Regions from separate parts of the Sus scrofa genome. Here all the other regions are linked to region 3. Evidence: chromatin contacts called from public Hi-C and HiChIP or PLAC-seq data. All regions are on one chromosome and are shown on one strand. Each heading gives the region's core, a stretch centred on a gene start, on an enhancer-like site or on the middle of the called end of the contact. The rest is flanking DNA. Distances are from core to core; before and after follow the strand shown. Region 1 overlaps LOC106508846 (a long non-coding RNA gene). Region 2 overlaps EPB41L2 (band 4.1-like protein 2). Region 3 overlaps AKAP7 (A-kinase anchor protein 7).

Region 1 (4,670 bases), core at 279-2,778, 260 kb before region 3:
ATATGACCCAGCAATCCCACTCTTGGGCATATATCCAGACAAAACTTTCCTTAAAAAAGACACGTGCACCCGCATGTTGATTGCAGCACTATTTACCATAGGCAAGACATGGAAACAACCCAAATGTCCACCTAAGATGATTGGATCAGGAAGATATGGTATATATACACAATGGAATACTACTCAGCCATAAAAAGAACACGATAATGCCATTTGCAGCAACATGGATGGAACTAGAGACTCTCATACTGAGTAAAGTCAAGTCAGAAAGAGAAACGCAAATACCATATGTTATCACTTATATCAGGAATCTAGCATATGGCACAAATGAACCTTTCCACAGAAAAGAAAATCCTGGACTTGGAGAATAGACTTGTGGTTGCCAAGGGGGAGGGGGAGGAGTAGGGTGGATGGGGAGCTTTGGGTTAATAGATGCAAACTATTGCCTTTGGAATGGATTAGCAATGAGATTCTGCTGTGTAGTGCTGGGAACTATGTCTAGTACTTATGATGGAGCATGATAATGTGTGAAAATAGAATGTGTACATATATGTGTAACTGGGTCACCATGCTGTACAGTAGAAAAAAAACTGTATTGGGGAAATAACAATTTTAAAAAAGATTTCACTTAATTATTATATCAATTTAAGTTGCTGCCTTCTCCACTGACAAGAGATTGTAGCAATTTCATCATCTTTCTCTTTCTGGTACAGAGAGGGAGACACCCTCACCAATGAAGATTTCCCTGATAAATGGAAATGTCCCTGACCAAAGGGTAACTTCTGTTCAGTTTTCAAAGCTTCCCTTGTGTCTGCTATTTCTTAAAAAAGACCAGCTCAAGACAATCCTTATGCCAAAGAGGCATATTTGGGGGTGCATATTCTGCTCTCCTTTATGGCCAATTAGAAAGCACATTTTTCACTGAGTTAATTATTTTCCATAACCTGTAACTGCATTATAGTACAAAGTTGTCATATCTCTGGGGATTTGTAACTACTCAGCCTAAAACTTAAGTCTCTGTTGGCTGTGTTGGCCATATCCAGCAGCCATAGCAATCCACAGCTTCACTGATGGGAAATGTGGGAGTATTAGCTGGCTAGGGCTGTCATCAAAAAAAATAGAAATCTATTCTTTCACAGTTCTAGAAGCTAGAAGTCCAAGGTGAAAGTGTCAGTAGGACTGGTTCTTTCTGAGGGCTGTGAGAGAGAATCTCTCCTCAGCTTTTGGTGGTTTATGAGCAATTCTAGGTGCTCTGGTTTTTAGAAGCATCACCGCCACCTCTGCCTTGGTTGTCACAAATTTCCCCCTTTTATAAGGACGCCAGTCCTGTTGGATTAGGGTGTACCCTAATGACCACATATTAACTTGATTACCTCTATAAAGACCCTATTGCCAAATAGGATCTCATTCTGAGGTACTGGGGGTTGAGACGTCAACATATGAACTTGGGGGATAGATAGGGTACTGTTCTACCCTTTACAGTGGGGAAGAGCTAAGTCTCTGATTGTGTGAAACCACAGTCTTGAAAAGCCTAGAGTCACAGAGTGCACAAGCCTGAGCATCAACAGGGAGGGGGGTCCCAGGGAAAGGGTGCCACCTCCCTTGCCATGGATTACGGCAACATAGCTTCTACCTCTTCACATATTGGTGTTCACATGAGATTTCCTGAAAAAAGGAAAACTGTCAGGAAGGGAAAAGGGGAGTTGTTCAATGGATACAGGGTTTCTATTTTACAAGATGAAAAGGTCTAGAGTTCTGGTGCACAGCAAAGTACCTCTGCCTATCACTACTGTACTCTACACACTTACAAATGGTTCAGACGGTAAATTTTATGTTACGTGATTTTTATCACATTTTTTGAACAAAGCACCCCAAACTATATTTGCTCAACTGATTTTTGTCTTACAGCAATATTTCCTGAAGAGGAGACTCACAGACGATGACTCATTTTCCCAACATATGCAGTTTTTAAAGGTTACACTCCACTTACTGTTAGCATATTGGCTATATTCCTGTGTTGTACAATACATCCTTGTGGCCTATCTTACACCCAATAGTTTGTAACTCCCACTTCTCCACCTCTTATGTTGCCCCTCCCCGTCTTACTGGTAATGAGTAGTTTGTTCTCTGTATGTGTACCACAATTTTTTAAAAAAAGAGAAGTCTGTCATAAACCCATGCTCCATGGAAGGACTAACCATGCCCTGTAGCCTGTGCCACACCACACAGTGACAGCTGTATTTGCACAGGAAAAACAAATGTCAGCCACATTCTGCCCCTCGCTCCATCACCACAATTTCTTCTTACCCTGAAATTCCAAGAATCTCTGAGAACTAATTCTCCTGTTTTACAAAGTTATTTTTCCTCCCTCCTGAGAATGAATCTGATTTTCTTAAGAAACGTTCCAATGCATACGTGGTTTTGGTTCAATGACAGTTATAGGCAAAGCATGAAACCTGAAAATTTCAACCTTGCTCCTTTCTATATTTTTTTTATTGTGTATGACTTTGGAAATACAAACCAAAAAATAAAGATAAAATAATACCATGATCCAAGGACTAAAATTGGAAATCAAAACACAATATATAAGCCATCCAAGAAGATGTGAAGTGCTATTGGATTGTGGTTTTATTTTACGTTTCTCTAAGGACAAATGTGACCATATTTTCATGTGCTCATTGGCCATGTAAGAATATACATTTAGAGAAAAAATGCATATTCAAATTCATTGCTTTTTTTTTTTTTTTTTGTATTTTTGCTATTTTCTTGGGCCACTGCGGTGGCATATGGAGGTTCCCAGGCTAGGGGTCTAATCGGAGCTGTGGCTGCCGGCCTACACCACAGCTCACGGCAACTCCGGATCCTTAACCCACTGAGCAAGGCCAGGGATCGAACCCGCAACCTCATGGTTCCTAGTCGGATTTGTTAACCACTGCACCACGACGGGAACTCCTGTAAGAATTCTTTATATGCCACGGATACCAAAACTTTATCAGATACATGATTTACAGGAAAGTATCCGTAGTATACAAATACTGGTTCCCAAACTTTGTTAATAAAATCTATTACACAAGGGGGCGCTAGATTACATATAATAAATTAATCTCGTAAAAGAACAGACAAATTAGCTTTAGAATATAATTTAACATAAAATAAATTGTAGCTATAGTTGAGAATTGTCAGTATTAACCAATTGAAGAGTTTTTTTCACATTCCACGTGGAATTTAATCTCTTTTTACATCTGAGATTTCAAAAGTTTCTTTGAATGAATTCTACACACACACACACACACACACACACACACACACAAACATGCATGGCAAATCAATGCACCCATCTCTCATTTGATCTGAAATAGCAATGAGGTCTAAGAGTATTTAGCTTTCTTACCTATGTAATGCATTAAGTAATTAGAAGCATTTGTCAAACTCCACTGGTGATGCAGCATGTCTTTTAAAAGGTTATTCATTTACACGGATTTTAAATTTAAACATTTAAGGGAATTACATGTTATCATGAATCATAGTTCATTCTGGCCGGGTCATTCCTCCTAACTTTACACTTTCCCATCCCACAGAGGTATTTATAGGAACTATCAAGAACAAATCAGCAAAATTTTCAGGAGAGGGAAGAAATATCCGGAAACATTTATGTCCTCATTTCAAATTTGTCCAGTAAATGTCCATAGTATAAAGATTTGAATTTATGTAGAGGAAAAAAATCAGACATCTCTAATTAAAGTCCAAGGGGGAAAATTTTCACAGTTCTAAATCTCATTCTGCAGACTGGGTATTCAATTAATACTTTTTTAAAGATAACCCAAAAGTTTACTAAGTCTCTCCCTATCCCCATTGTTCCCATCACTACATTAAATTAAAAACAGTGTATGTTCTTAGGATAGATGGATGTGGATTTAAATCCCAGGTGCAAAGCCTCAGTTTTCTCATATCTAAAAGAAGATCGACATTCTCAATGTATTTGGTATATCATGATGGCATTATTTATTATGTAATAATATCTATAAAGTGTTGGATATACTTCTTTCTTTTCTCTTTTTTTTTTTTTTTTGTCTTTTTAGGGCTGCACCCACAGTATATGGAAGTTTCCAGGCTAGGGGTTGAATTGGAGCTGCAGCTGCCAGCCTACACCACAGCCACAGCAAGGAGGGATCTGAGCCACGTCTGCGACCTACACCACAGCTCACAGCAACGCCGGATCCTTAACCCACTGAGCAAGGCCAGGGATGGAACGTGTGTCTTCAGAGATGCTAGTTGGGTTCATTACCACTGAGCCAGGGTGGGAACTCCTCTCTCCTCTTTCTTTTCCTTTGTCCCTTCCTAAATTCTCTGATTTCAAAAAGTGTCAGGTGTCTTGCAGCCATGTTTAATATTTTGTTGTTTTTAATTTGTTAATTTTTCCTTGCCCCCTCCCTGGACACCCCAGTCCCCACAACCACGTTCAAAAACTCTCATGAGGAGCTCTTCGTGGGGGCTGTATTCCAAAAACTTTGCATAGTATCTGTGCAAGACTAAGAGAATCAACCCTACAGTTTCAGAGGTCATATTCCTTTCCTATTATTACTGATTTCAGCTCTACTGTGGGTGCAGTGATACACTAGAACTGTCTTAGGCAGGGTTTTTAGCAGTAGGCAACTCCATTAAGGTAAGGT
Region 2 (4,954 bases), core at 1,786-4,285, 280 kb after region 3:
TTAATCGTGATGTATTTTATGTGACTTAGTTTCTCATGTTCAGGTTTCTTGAACTTGTTATTTCATGGCAGAAATGTAATTCCAAGGGAGTGTGGAAGCATGTGAACCTTTATGCAAAGGAACGTAAAACATTCATCGCATCATCACGTCTTTATGAGTTTAAAAACACTTACTAAAGCTTAGCAGACATTCCAGCACATGGAAAACCATTCACAGCTTCAAAGGATTAGTTTAAATACAGTGTTCTCACAAAAAGAAAGGAAATATAATATGTTCATCTGTTCTTGCACCCAAGGGGAGACATCTATAAATTTGTATATTTTTTTTCTATTGGAATTCTAATTAGCTACATATTTGTAGCTCTTAATAAATTACACATGGAAATAAATTGATGTTGCTTCCCTTGATGTGTGTGTTTGCATGTTTGTGTGTGTGTGTGTGTATCTTATTGCTCTAATTTGGGGTTTCTATAAAAGAGTTGAGGTTTATTTTATATATTTATGAGGTTTGTTTTATATATTTATGAAAGATTTTTTCTTTCTACTTTATAGAAAGTAGTTGGTATGGATTCCTCTCTACAAGCAGTAATTTTCCAACATTTTTTTGGTTGATTAATTTCAAAACATATATAAATATAAATAGTCATGTTAAATTTGAAAATATCTATTTTACTACTATTAGCAAAAATCTGTTTTTGATATCTGTGTGAAATATGAACTTTGAACAACTTATGTTTCAAATAATTAGCCAAAACAGACTGGATATGCCATAAGAGATAAAAATCTTCTCTCATGAGCGGAGCATTGACACTCCTTGGCCTTGATCTATTTTTCCTGGAATAAACTTGGCAAACAGATCCAAGCAGACACATGGAGATACTTGCCAACATTTGTTGGTGGGTGTTTTGGTATATATAGTTCGCATCTTGATTCTGGAGAATCTTTCATGTAGTTTTATGAGACCACAGAAAAAAATGTGCAACAGGATCATAAACTGTGGTTCAGATAAATGTCCACATTCGCAAATGTAGCAATTTAAATTTAGTGAATTATTACTGTACAATAGTTGTCAGAGTATCTCTTAGCTCATCAACAACTGAGCGCTTTTTACAAGTCTGAAAAATATGCCCGCTTATGTAAATATTCCACAAGCCTTGCCCCTTGTCACAAAGAATTTATACAAGTGCTGAGTAAATGTGATCAGTGTTGTTGAATGCCCCGAGAGAAATTATTCCTCTTTTTGGAACGCGGTTTCAGCTTTTGTGTTCAACTCTGAGGTTTTGTACCTCTTATACTGCCAGGGTTAGGGTCTACAAAGAGCAGTAAACCAGTGCCTTTTCTTTGAGGTATATAAACAGTGCTCAAGGAAACCCACCATCTTGTATGGACAGTTAGTGCAGAGGGTAATAGTAGGCCTGTATCCGAAAACAATGATTTTCACAAGTAAAAGCAACAAACATGGCACAGTAATCCATTATTTTTCCTTTTGTGTTTTGGACACTGTAATTCATCAGATGGGCAAGTCATCAAAAGGATTATTGTGTCATTGTGAAAAATAGGAGGCTTTTCATGCCAATACATGACCAGGCAGCTAGGGAACTACTTGGTTAGGACTTATGTTCTCTTTTCCCCCCAGAGCAAAGCTAGGCGGTAACCGTACTGAGCTTTATTTTTCCCGCCACACCATCAGTATACCTTTTTGTTGTTGTTTTTTTCTTTTTCCTGTTTTTAAACAGACTAGACAAGATGCATAAATATTCTTCACTTTATGGTTTGACAAATGAAAATAAACCTTCTAGTGATTACATAGGAGAAAAATCAATGGGATACCAAATAACAAACTTTGTTCTGTCAGATAACAATCCATCTGGAGTAGCTCTCTTTAGAATAGAGAGATTCCAAGATTCCACAGTCATTCCAGAAAGGAGGCAGATCAGTCCTGGAGAGCACTGACAACCAAGATGCATTTGGGAGGGGCGGATATAAGAAGCAGGGACATTGCGGATGGTGTCATCAGGGGAGGGAGGCCTGTCTGAGGAAGAACCGTTTCAGTTGAGACTTGAAGGGCGAGAAGGAGGCCACCACGAGTAAGCAGGAGAGAAAGCATTCCAGGCAGCAGGAGTAGCAGATCTGAAAGTCCTAAGTTCAGGGACAGCTTGATAACATTCCAAGAATAGAAAGAAGGCAAGTGTTGTCAGAAGTCACCAGTGATGGGGAGAGGTAGGCTGGGAGGGGTCACTACGGCCCTTGCAGGCTGTGATGGAGAATGTGGGTTTTCTAGGAAACAGTTGAAGGATTGGGCAAACACATATGTGTACAGTGCTATCTTAAAAAAAAAAAAAAATCACTTCATGCCATGTCAGGAATAATTGGAGAGGATTTGAGAGGAAGCTCAAGCAGCTTGGTTAGGGATAGTCCCTGGCCTATAAGCTTGTCAGGGTTCTGCAAGGGTTGAATACCTGAAAGAAATTATTAGCCACAAACTGAAATCAATACATGTTTAATAAAAATATGCAGTGTCAACACTTGCCACCCTCATTTGGCAACTTCAAATTTGATATTCATTAAAATTTTGATATCATTACATTTGAAACCATTGCTAGGTCACATTTCCTCATTTTGCAGTAAATTTCTGAGGATGCATAATGGGGTTCTTAAAAATCATAAACATAGACTAAAGAGTTACTCAGAGCCATATAGTTTCCAAGGAAAACTTCTTAAAAATCTTTTAAAAATTGGGGGGGACCCTAGAAAATAATTACACTTAGTGTATGATGTGAGTTCATTTTAATGTTTAATATGATTTGGTCTGGGCTTTCCAAAGTATGCGTATTTAAGAGCCACAAAAGTCTTCACAGGGACCTGGGTGGTAAAATAGAGATGGAAGAAACTGGCCACATTGAAAAATCTATCCAAGGACTCCTTTCAGCTTGCTGGTCGTTGAGGAGTAAAGGAGGAGACTTCAAGCTTTCTGACTTGAGTAACTGGGTGCCAGCATGAGAGTGAGTGTATGTGGCAGAAAGTTAATATAGGGGAAGAAGGAAGTTTGGACAGGGCATGTGGGGGTGTGGATTAAGAGGTTTCTTGTAACACAATGGATAAGAGGTCTAGGTGTTGCCCAAGGTCAGTGATGGGGGATCACACACGTTCCCTGCCCTCTAAGAACTTGCAGCCTGAAGGTCTTTGTTTCCTAGGCTTCCCTAGGGGCATAGAACCGGAGCACAGCACACTACGTCAGGAAGTGCTTTTTATACAGGTGAAGTGACCTCAGTGGTTGTCTCAGCATCGGCGGGGGATGGGTGGGGGGGACACTACAGATGGACAGAGGCTTCTGCCGGTTGCTGCCACTTCGCCTTGTTGAGATTTAAAGCCATCTTAGGCTGATCTGCTGTATGACAGAAATATCTACACAGTCTGTGTTCCTGCCCATCTCTAGGAGAGATGGGAGCGCATAAGGGTGAGATTTGCTGAGGCAGAGCATTTCCATGTATTAGACCTACTGTAGGTCAAGTTGAGGCGTTCAGGAGGAAGGTTAGGAGGATGGAAAATATTAAACAGAGAGGTTTAAACACAGAAGTAAAATCCGTCCTTACTGTCTTGTTGCAGTTTTAACTGGTGTTCTAATTAAAGGTTCCTTTATGGAGGCAATCATAAAACTTATTGAAGCAAATCATTTTAATAACTAGTTTTTTGTTGCTATAGAGAGATTCAGAAATAAGTTCAGGCAAGATTAAGGAGACCCTGGGGAATTAAAATACTGCTTTACTTTGTAATTCTGACATAGTGCTGACCCTGATGTTTCACCTGGTCTTAGAGCTCCTCCTACTGGCCAGTTCCATAATGCGTGTATATCCTTGAACAATCTCTGATTGGAGAGCTGTGATTTAATGGGTCACAATTCAGAATACTTTCCGAGTTTATTTTAACAGTGGTTTGTTTGAGATGTTATTTTCATAATCAAATAAGGTTTCTGTTTCTATTAATTGTCTACATGCTGCCTATTTATCTGTGAAGGGGGTGGAGGGGAGACGTTTCATAAAATGCTGTTGTTTAAATGTTCTAAAGTCATCCAAATGGTCATTCCTTACTAGCTCCAGTTGGTGTTGTGGACCAAAGTCTTATGAAAGATTTTGCTGGCCCTGCTGGAGAGGTGTCAGCATATGGCCCGGGAGTTGTCAGTCCTGCCGTGGTACAAGATGGTGACGGCAGAAGGGATGTCAGAAGCCTGGCTAAAGCTCCACCAGTGCAGTACATTGAAGGAAAGGTATGGCAAATTAGTCGAATAAATGGTTTTAAATATGTCCTCGGACTAGAGGCTGTCTATTGCACATGTCGCGTCAGAACTCAAATATCATTTAAAACGAGTCACTGTCTGTTCTCTGTTGATATAATCATATCAGTTTTCCACTTTTCAAATATGTGTAGGCTCTTCCTGGTTTGAACTGGGTCTCTAACGTTTTTCTGATTGATGTTTATAAAGCAAAATATTTCATCACAAACTATCTAAATGCAAGTAAGTAGTTTACTGGTCTTTTGTCTGTCTTTATAATCATCCTCTTTAATTATTCCCCCAAATTATAAGAGCTCTGATGATTGGAGATTCATATTTGGTTTGTTTCAAGTAAATTTTAATGTGTAGCTGTACTTAATTATTTTATTATATTGACTTGAAATTTTTGAAATGAGGAAAGATGGTCTTTATGAAAACTACGCTATAATTGAAGAAGAAATTCTTAAGCAAAAAGTAACTTTTTGTGAATGACGAGTGAGAAGATGGTGTGTTGCGGTTGGCCTTATTTGGTGCGTATACCATAGTAAACGGAGGCATAACATTTATTGTGTTTTCAAATTTGTCACTATTTTTTTATGTTACCCTGGGTAAGTACAGTCGCCTAGAAGTTGATTTGAAGTGGCCTTAAGTTCTTCAGATCTCTTTTCCATGCTACACAAAGCAG
Region 3 (4,814 bases), core at 843-3,342:
TCCACGCAAACTTTTATTTTAACAAAATGTTGTTCATAAATAATTTAAAATACTGACAAAGAATAGGAGCTGAGTAAAGGCAAAATAAAACAGGTCAATTATATTTCAAAAAGAAACAAACTCCTAGAAAAGAGATCAGATTTATGGTTACCCAGAGGTGGAGGGGAGGGGAGGCAGAGCTGGTAGAAGGCAGTCAAAAAGTACACACTTCCAATGATAAGATAAATAAGCATTAAGGATATAATGTACAACATCATAAATACAATTAACACTGCTATATGTTACATATGAAAGTTTAAAAAGTAAATCCTAAGAGTTCTCATCATGAGGAAAAAAATACATTTTTCTACTTCTTTAATTTTTATCTACATGAGACATAGATGTTCACTAAGCTTATCATGGTAATCATTTCATGATGCATGTAGTATAATCTCTAGGTGTATACCCCAAACTTATGCAGTGCTGTAAGTCAATTATATCTCAATAAAACTATCTGGAAAATTAAAAAAAAAGTCAGAAAGGGTGAGAGCATCTCTAAGGATACTTGATTTTGATGATGAGCTTAAATTTCCCACTCTATTTGGTAATTACGAGTTCTTAGGATATTTACAGAATAAATGCGGATTGGGTTGGGCCCAGAACAATTGTCTGACTGATGCCTCTTCTTCCCTGACTGTTTTATTTTCATCTATTCCAAGTAGGTTGGGAGCTTTAGAAAAAAAAAAGTTAGGCAAGTGCCCGTAATATAAATTCATGTTAAGAAGTACCAAAAAACAAGTGAATTATTTAGTTATACCACACACACAAAAAAAGAATAGATCATCAATGAGCTGCGAGGCAACTTAGGTTGTCTAATATAGGTGTAAGTAGAATCCTTGAAAAAGATTGAGAAAATACTTGGCACTAACAGCTGTTAGGGAATGAGAGCTACCACTACCACAACCACAACAGAAAATAATCTGGACAGTAACTATTAAAACTGAAGCTGCACAAGGGTTCTGAACAAGAAATTCCAATATTAGGGGAGTTCCCGTTGTGGCTCAGTGGTTAATGAATCCGACTAGGAACCATGAGGTTGTGGGTTCAATCCCTGGCCTTGCTCAGCAGGTTAAGGATCCCGCATTGCTGTGAGCTGTGGTATAGGTTGCAGATCCCGAGCTGCTGTGGCTCTGGTGTAGGCCTGTGGCTATAGCTCCGATTAGACCCCTAGCCTGGGAACCTCCATATGGCGCGGGAGCAGCCCTAGAAATGGCAAAAAGACAAAAACAAACAAACAGACAAACAAAAAATTCCAATATTAGGAAAATAAACAAAAGTACCAATACACCAGATTCTATGTAGAAGATACTTGGCGTTGTTTGAATTATCACAAACTGGAAATAACCTTCACCAATAAAGAAATGTTTGCTAAACTACCACAGGGCCATACTAGGAACTATCATAAACAAAAGCGTGGGTTAGAGCAACATACATTGACCTAAAAGGATACCCATGATATTTATTAAGCAATGATATCTGCTCCTAGAGTCTCTGTGAATTTCTGCTGCCTCATTCATGGGATGAAGGAGGGGCAAGAACTCACACTCTGCCTTGACCCCTAACTCTCGTCTTCACCCAAAGCGGGGGATCTTTTCTAGCAGCAGGGCAGGAAAGCTTATCATTATGCTTAGTCGTTGAAACCCCAAAGCACTTTCTCTATTTTTTTCTGCCATATTCTCTCTTTTCTGAGCATAAGGGTGCTACTGCTTGGAAGGGGACCAGGCATAAAAGAAGGGATACAAGAAACACGCAGATAAAAACTCAGTATCTCAAAATACAATTGTACCACATTTTCAAAATCTTACTTTGTTATTCTACTTCTGTAATATCTACCAAATGCCAGTATGCACTACATGTGATATTTTGATCCCACTTTGTAAATTTGGAGCACGTCCTAAAAACCCTTCACTGCAAGTCACTGCCACCATAGGGTTTTTCCTCTCTCTTCTATGATATAAAAAAGGTTAAGCAATAGACCATTAACATACCAAGGAAGCACTAACTCTTAGTTGTAAGTAACAGATGACAACTTTGGCTGAGTTGTGCAGGAAAGGAACTTACACAATAACACTGGGAGGGGAGTTCCCATGGTGGCTCAGTGGTTAATGAATCCGACTAGGAACCATGAGGTTGTGGGTTCAATCCCTGGCCTCGCTCAGTGGGTTAAGAGTCCGGCGTTGCCGTGAGCTGTGGTGTAGGTCACAGGCTTGGATCTGGTGTTGCTGTGGCTCTGGCGTAGGCTGGTAGCTACAGCTCCGATTCAACCCATAGCCTGGGAACCTCCATATGTCACAAGCATGGCCCTAGAAAAGACAAAAAAAGACAAAAAAAACACAACACTGGGAGGACTAGGGTTCCAGGCTGGAAGCCAAAAAGATGTGGAGAACAGGCCCAGCAATGGCACCACCTCTTCTACCTGGCATTACCAAATACATGCACATACCCAAAGGGCGAGACCCCTGCCACCTGCCTTAGACACTGATGATACAACCTACCCCCAGAAAGAATGCTGCACAGTCCTTCTTTGTTTAGGTTGCTAGCTTCTGACTTAATGTCTGGGCCAAAGCAAGATCACACAGAACCAAAAAGAAAACTCTCTGAAAGAATATATCTGACATGAGAGGTAGTGGGGAAGAATTTACATCTCAGACAAAAGGACAACAGTGTAGCATGCGCGTGTTTTAAAGACTGTACTCATAAGAATTACAAGCAGACCTCAGAGACATCAAGGGTTCATTCCAGGCCATGGGAATAAAGCAAATATCCCAATAAAGTGAGTCATACAAATGTGTGTGCATATAAAAGTTATATATACACTATACAATGGTCTATAGAGTGTGCAATAGCATTACATCTAAAAAACAATGTACTTGTTTTTTTTAAAAAATGCTAACCATCATCTGAGCCTTCAGTTGGACTAGAAATTTTTTTGCTGGTGGAGGGTCTTGTCTCAATGTTGATGGCTATTGACTGATCAGGTGGCGGCTGCTGAAGGTTGGGACGGCCTCAGCAATTTCTTAAAATAAGACAACAAGCCAAACTGACACTTTCTTTCAATGAAACATTTAGGGGCCATTGTAGGGTTATTAACTGGCCTAATTGCAACATTATCATTTCTCAAGCAATAGGGAGGACCCAGGAAAGGGCGAGAGATGGGGAATGAGCCAGTCAGTGAAGCAGTCGGGTAAGAACACAGACCTGTATTAAGGTAGCTATCATACATGGGCGTAGTGCATGGCACCCTGAAATGATTACAAGAGTAACGCCAAAGATCAATGTCCATAGATCACCATGACAAATACAATAATGAAAAAGTTTGAAATACTGTAAGAATTACCAAAATGTGACACCAAGACGCTAAGTAAGCAAATGCTGTTGGAAAAATGTCACTGATAGACTTGCCCCAACACAGTGTTGCCACAAACCTTCAATTTGTACAGAAGGGAAAAAAAAAAAAAAAACCCATAGTACTTATGAAGCACAATAAAGTGAATCGCAATAAAGGAAGCCTGCCTGTACTGTTATAACTACCTCGTCAACTTTTAGTTAACAAAAGTTACAAACAGCTTTCTTTTCTCAACTACCCTGCTGTAATCCAGCTTTGACCCTCTCTATTTTGGCATATTCTCAACTGCATCAAAATATTAAGCTGAATCATATAAAACCGTCCTTTTTATTGCTCAAAAACAGTCAAATATTGGCACCATCTGACAGTTTAACCCATACCATGATGGACTACCTTATTAAATTCCTAAGATTTGACTAAAGACAGGAAGGCATATTTTCTAAGTCTTCAATTATTTGAAGAATTATCACAGAAAAGAGCTTCAGATAGCAACTTAGCAATATATTCACACCAACCCCCAAAATAGAAATTGCATGGAGGTGCAAAAGGTAAAACTCATAGGTTCAGTTATTCACTGAGCAGTCCCTATAATTGCAAGGCACATCATGTGCTGAAGACAGAAAACATATCCCTGCTTTTATGGGACAGATTTCAGCCCAATAAGAGAAAGACTTAATGTTCAGAATTATCAAAAAAAAAAAAAAATACAAGAGATAAAAGCAGCTTTGTTAACAGAAATCAAAAGAGTAGGTATTTATCATTCATCATTTTACATATTATTTTATGTGATATAGCAATTAATGTTACCAATTAATTCTAAACAAGTAACACTTTCTAATTTACTGGCTTCAGTTACATCAAATTTTGACTCAACAGTTCTCATCATTCACTGGGCCTAAACTCTATGATGCTGGATATCTCTCCACCATACTCTTTTAAATAATATTTGTCACAAAGCACATTTAATTTTTATTAATGTGTTTTCCTAGCACACTATACTCTCTGGGTATACAGAAATAAAAGGAAAAAATGCCACCTTCACTTGGGAAAGAATTTCCAGTATTGATTTTATGTTCCTAATTGCATAATCTATTGCTTAGCCAGAATACTGGGTAATGGTTATAGAAATATCATTCTTGAGATCAGAAAAGATTTTGCTAGTGTGAAAACCACATGTCATTTTTCATCTCTGTTAACTCACGATCTGGAAGGAAAGCTGATGAATATTTTAAGAGGCTGTTCAATTCCTCCTAGGACCAGAGACATTCCTTCAAGCACTAAATAGAAAAGCATATTACAAATACATCAGATATTCTTCAAAAATCAGCTAAGAATGCTCCCTAAATAATATAATTCACCTCATAGCTAAAGCAAATTGTCTGAAGGACAATTTCTTCTTCTTTTTTTCTTTTTAGGGCCGTATCTGCGG

The links. A called contact is a pair of places that touch in the nucleus more often than the background predicts. HiChIP or PLAC-seq counts read pairs in DNA pulled down with a chosen protein or histone mark.
Region 1: a contact with region 3 is called in a Hi-C map of alveolar macrophages, with 2.6 times the contacts expected there. The contact joins two enhancer-like sites. A contact is called at or near these places in 1 of 5 promoter capture datasets (liver), 21 of 47 Hi-C or Micro-C datasets (alveolar macrophages, brain, embryonic fibroblasts and 11 more) and 1 of 2 datasets of contacts at active chromatin or transcription factors (alveolar macrophages).
Region 2: an H3K27ac HiChIP or PLAC-seq map of alveolar macrophages shows a contact between it and region 3. The contact joins two enhancer-like sites. A contact is called at or near these places in 1 of 5 promoter capture datasets (liver), 23 of 47 Hi-C or Micro-C datasets (adipose tissue, alveolar macrophages, blood and 14 more) and 2 of 2 datasets of contacts at active chromatin or transcription factors (alveolar macrophages and skeletal muscle).

Annotation. Positions count from the first base shown.
Region 1 is chr1:32,047,818-32,052,487 of Sscrofa11.1, forward strand. All of the region lies in intron 4 of LOC106508846 (a long non-coding RNA gene), which reads right to left. Among named protein-coding and RNA genes, the nearest start is that of ARG1, 30 kb to the left of the region's middle. Within about 2 kb of position 1,529, at least 3 of the 83 cell types and tissues checked have an H3K27ac peak or open chromatin away from gene starts, as enhancers often do. A contact at or near this core is called in alveolar macrophages, where this site is marked.
Region 2 is chr1:32,581,921-32,586,874 of Sscrofa11.1, forward strand. EPB41L2 (band 4.1-like protein 2) reads left to right here. Exons shown (of 18, transcript XM_021088293.1): 12 at 4,091-4,263. Among named protein-coding and RNA genes, the nearest start is that of SMLR1, 120 kb to the right of the region's middle. Within about 2 kb of position 3,036, at least 12 of the 83 cell types and tissues checked have an H3K27ac peak or open chromatin away from gene starts, as enhancers often do. A contact at or near this core is called in alveolar macrophages, where this site is marked.
Region 3 is chr1:32,303,694-32,308,507 of Sscrofa11.1, forward strand. All of the region lies in intron 5 of AKAP7 (A-kinase anchor protein 7), which reads right to left. Among named protein-coding and RNA genes, the nearest start is that of AKAP7, 56 kb to the right of the region's middle. Within about 2 kb of position 2,093, at least 3 of the 83 cell types and tissues checked have an H3K27ac peak or open chromatin away from gene starts, as enhancers often do. A contact at or near this core is called in alveolar macrophages, where this site is marked.